2 separate regions of the Drosophila melanogaster genome follow, and region 2 is linked to region 1. A link is a contact called in public HiChIP or PLAC-seq data. All regions are on one chromosome and are shown on one strand. The core of a region is the stretch at or near the end of the contact, and the rest is flanking DNA. Distances in the headings are between cores, read along the strand shown. Region 1 holds the start of lncRNA:CR44885 (long non-coding RNA:CR44885). Region 2 holds the start of fog (folded gastrulation).

The links. HiChIP or PLAC-seq counts read pairs in DNA pulled down with a chosen protein or histone mark.
Region 2: a contact with region 1 is called in a Psq HiChIP or PLAC-seq map of the Kc167 cell line, with 5 times the contacts expected there. The contact joins the promoter of fog here to the promoter of lncRNA:CR44885 in region 1. A contact is called at or near these places in 4 of 107 Hi-C or Micro-C datasets (the Kc167 cell line and wing imaginal disc) and 1 of 6 datasets of contacts at active chromatin or transcription factors (the Kc167 cell line).

What each region holds. Positions count from the first base shown.
Region 1 is chrX:19,786,869-19,789,419 of dm6, forward strand. lncRNA:CR44885 (long non-coding RNA:CR44885) reads right to left here and starts at 1,288. Exons shown (of 3, transcript NR_123962.1): 1 at 1,174-1,288; 2 at 338-427; 3 at 1-275.
Region 2 is chrX:22,853,924-22,856,474 of dm6, forward strand. It overlaps fog (folded gastrulation), which reads right to left and starts at 1,271. Exons shown (of 3, transcript NM_001272855.2): 1 at 1,120-1,271. The region is part of intron 1 of CG42346; the gene reads left to right.

The DNA of each region.
Region 1 (2,551 bases), core at 38-2,537:
GGCAGATTTATACGGACGGACGAATGGACAGACGAACGGACAGACGAACGGACAGATAGACAGACGGCCGGAGAAGGGAGGGTGGATCTTGCGTGCTGGTGTCAATCACAGTCCTTCTATCGCTCGGGTCGGGTTTTTGGTTCCTCTGCGTGCAACTTGTGTGCCGCAGTTAATGACTTTTTAATTGAGCAGGTACAGATGTCCGTCCCAGCGCCGTCACTTTTTTCCCTCTTTTCTCTTAATTGCGCGGGACGATGGGCAACTTACACCTGTAACTTTGAATTCTCAATAATGCAATCTAGCGACGTGTATGCAGGATTTCAATGCTGTAACTCACCACTGTCGTGTGCAGTAACAATATGTTTTTGAATTAAATTAAAATAAAACATTAGCTTTGTTTATGCCATCACTGTTTCATTATTGAATCCTGCAAGCAAAGTTGATCAATTAAATGTAAGTGTATGTTTAAAATCAAATAGAGAGGATTTTACCACAACTTTCAAATTTGTTGACATATGTATGTACATGAAGACTTATTTGTTTATATACTTGCATATGTACTTGTGTAGATTTCTATGTAAACGCATGCTATTATCTAGTATTTACTCTTCACACGGTAATTATGAATTACACAGCAGAAATTGCTCACTTTTCTTTCTATACTCTAAAAGTGGGTATCTTAGTTTTATAGATCTCCTCTATAAAACTGTGAAAATAAACCTTCTAAACTTTCTAAAAGTATGTATATGTATGTAGATTCTTGAAAAAAAAATCCAATTAATAGTAAAAAACTCAAGGATTGTACCACATACCTGTGTACATATGTATGTACGTACATAAGTATATGTACATACATGCATATGTACATATGTATGTACATACGATCCTATAAAAACATTCGCGTTGAATATTGTCGACTTTATAGGGTTGATTTTAAAGATATTTTCAAGTAATACGATTTTTGTACCCGGTACATGAGTATATCATAACACATTTTTATATACAATATGTAACTTGTAAGCAAATTAAATACAATCTTTTAATCTTGTATCTGCCAATGGAAAAAGTATGTACATATGTTGATTTTGATCGGCGCATCTTTACCAATTTATGTACATCTATACATCCAGATATGATCATTATTATTACTATTATTCATATTATTATTAATACTTTGTGCGGATCGCTGTGGTGGGCCATTGTTGTTGTTTTTCTTTCTGTTGTTGTTGCTGCGTTTGTTGCCTTGTTTGCTTGTCGGCTGTTTTCGTTTGCACAATATCTATATCTTACTCTCTTTCGTCCCTGGCGTTTTCTTTCGTTTTCTCTTCCCAATCTCCGCTTGTTTGCCCAACACTTCTTCTTCTTCTTCATCATCTTTCACAGCGCTCTCTTCATCGTGCTCTGCTTCTTCCTCATCAGCGCCTTGAGTTTCAGTTCTCATTTGCATATCTCAAAGATTTTTATTTTTGCCAGTTACGATTTCAATTACTCGCGCCAAAAGAAGAAGAAGACGAAGCAGCAGAAACGCGAAGAAGAGAGTGATAGTGATAGATGGATTGGGATGGGAATGGGTGGTGGGAAGAAAGAGAAGATCGATGGGAGAAGAAGAAACGGAAGAGCCGAACAGCCGGCAAGCAAAATAATGATCGTAGAGCCTCTTAAAACAGGGTGAAATGCGAGAAAACCATCACAAAAACTAAGTACACAAATTCACATACAGATACAGATACGAACGCCGATGGAAAAACACAATGGGCAACTAAGCCAAACCAAAACAACAAAACGAGCGACAAATACTGCTCGATCATAATTGAAAAATGCTTGCTGGCCAACAAAAACAATAACAACAGCCAAACAACAATGAGAGAAAAAACAGCAGATGCAGAACGCACCAACAACCAAATGCCATCGCATATTTTTAAGCAGTGGCAAAGGAAGAGAAAGGGAGAGAGAGGGAGAGCGACACGAAAAGGAGTTGAAAATGTAAAGGAATTCAATTTGAAATGCAAACAATGCAGCTCACACACACGCATACTAACGCATACGAATGGGAAGTGCAGTAAAATGGCAATGGAACACGAACAGCGAAATGAGCAGAGAAGAAAACATCGCGGCGGCAGAGCCGTCGGCTGAGGCAGAGGCTACACTCGCAGAAAAACTATGCGAAGTAACAGTAGTGTGCCCTGTGTCCATTTCATTATTATCAAACTAGATTATACAAATATAGAGAAAGGGTAACAGTGATTTACGTACAGGGTGTGAAAGGGGATAATCTTAATCTAATTTTATCCACAATGTATTGAAAACACAAATAAATCTTCTAGTGCGGCATACCGATAATTAGAGGGTTATGCTGATTGTACTATTACAAAAAGGCGCTCTTACTCAAAACGTACATTTCAGTTGTGTAGCACTGTAAAATGCTTATTTGTAGATCCAAATTTTGGTTCAATTTAATGAATTGGTTGTTTTACGAGACATTTATTTCTGTGTAATGTTAACTTACAATTTTTACTACTAAAAGTAAGAGTATACGAATTATACTATTTGA
Region 2 (2,551 bases), core at 21-2,520, 3.1 Mb after region 1:
CAAGTTGTTGTAAAAATAAATTAGCATACAAATAAATAATAAACACCACAAATTGGCTCGTTTTGAATTTCGATTTGATGGCGGTTGAGCTTAATTTTTTGTTTGGTTTATTAAGAATTTTATATGTATGTGTTGATTGGCTTGCTGGTAAGAGCCAGTTCAAACTTGTAAGATACTAAATTTTTTTCAGTTGCTTAAAGTTTTCCCGTCGCTGGCTGCCTTTCATTTTTCGCTGCAGTTGTTAGGCTCATTAGGACAACACGGTTTTGTATTCGATTTTGTTGATTTATCTATTTTATTTCTCCAACTGTATCACATGTATTATCATATAATTCACAAAGACTTTTGCGCACACGAAAAAAAAACACACTACAACAAATCGACTTCAAAAGGTATCAATGGTAACATCCTGTTTGGGAAAAACGAAAGAGAATTATTTTGTATGCAACATTGAGTGCAATTCAAAAATAATGCCTACATGTGCACCGAAAATAGCTTAAGATTGTGAAATATTGTAGATATTTAATATATATCATTGTGAAATAACGTTAACTAAATATTTATAACTCAAAGCTAAGCTTCAAATTATGGTTGGTACTAGTATTTTAAAGTTGATCTCGGGTTTTTCAGTAGGCGAATCTATATGTACGGCGCACATATATTTTTAAGATTATAAATTATCGGACGCCTGTTGCTGTAAAGACAACAACAAGTACAACGACAACTGTTTCACAATGTAGTATAAACACAAAAGCGTAGTATATTTATACATGCCTCGTAGTATGTATTTTATTTTATTCTACTTTATTTTCACTTCGTTCGTTCTCTCTTTCCTGTTTCCTTTTACAGATAAGCATTCGAATGTTTTTTTGTTTTGTTTTAGTTTAGGTTCTTGTTCAAATTCAAATTAAAATCGGGTCAAATTTAGATAAAATAAAAGCACACGAAGAAACGTTTTTAAGGGACACAATCAGAAGATATTTATGTATATTACAAATTTATATTCCCATGTTACTATTTGCTTTTAAGTTATATGCGCCACGTTTTGACCGATTGCACATGTCTCTTAAATATCGAATTTATGTTACAAATTCAATCGAAATGATAGTGTTACTTTACTTTTTTCATTTGCTACTATTGTTGGTGATTTTTATCCGCTTTCTTCCCCCCTCATTTCTTTTAAGTTTTTTTTTTTGAAGAGACTGTAGCGGGCGGACAAGAGAACACGCACCGTTACCGATCACGTTCACAGTTGTTTTTTGAATGAGAAGCGGCTTCGAAACGTGTCGTCGCAGGCGTCGACGTCGGCGCCGCAGTCGCTGCGACAGACAGAGAGTGGTCAGATATAAATATACATGTACTGTATATATGTATATGTACGCGCGTTCGACAATGATCTTAGCCGAGAGAAAAGAGCCGATGCGCGGCATTAGGGAACTCTTTTCAAAGAGCGCGCTGAAGCCGCGCTCAGTTTTCATTGCTCTTAAGTTGCAACTGCACAAAGAAATCATTTTGCTGTTTTGATCGTGCATTGTTTTGAGTATGTATGTCATTAATTTAAAACAAGAGAGAACGCTATAGTCGAGTTCCCCGACTATCAGATACCCGTTATTCAGCAAGTCCAAGTGGGACGAGACTTTTCAACATTTTTCACGAACATTAGTAGAAATTGGTGGGAAAAAATTAATTTTAATTCTCTAAGGTCTGGGCAGGATATATTGGGCGGTTTAAGATAGCATATCTTCGGCATATCTATAAATTGGAAAAACAACTGGTTTAATACAAAAAAATTAAATCATTTCTCAAAAGTGTGGGAGTGTCAGTTTTGGTGCATTAGAGTGGGAATTTTTATCATATCGATAAAAATTAACAAGAGTCATAGAAATATGGAAAACTATCAAAACATTATGCAAAGGTGTGAGCGTGGCAGTTTTGGGAGGTTTGTGGGCGTGGCATCATGGGGAACAAACTTTCGCTGCGTCTAATGTCTCTAGAATCTAGCTTTTATATTTTCTGATATCTCGACGTTCATACGGACGGACAGACAGACGGACATGACCAGTTCGACTGGTCCTGATTGATCCTGATCACGATACATATATACACATGTACATATACAAGTACATGTACATATACATATACATATATGGTTGAAAACGCTTCCTTCTCCCTGTTACATTCTTTTTAACGAATCTAGTATACCCTTTTACTCTTCTCGACAATTCTCTTTTCTTTTTTGTTTTTCCCATACATGATTAACATTTTCTTCTGTTATGTTCTCTTGTTCTCAATTAGGGAGATGCTCTCTTTTGGCCGCCTGCAAAGGATGATTAATGATGTTCTCTGCTTTTAATTTTTTCTGAATGCTGCTAGTTGTTCAATTTAAAAAGGCAGTACGGCTCTTCCTGGTAATTTTCCGTTGGCTGTTTGTTTCTATTTACATATGTACTATGTATGTATGTATGTACCTTATTAAATAAAATTTTTATTTTCAATTTTGTCCGAGTTCGGTAGACCCCTACAGACACTACTAACATTCGGAAATATGTAA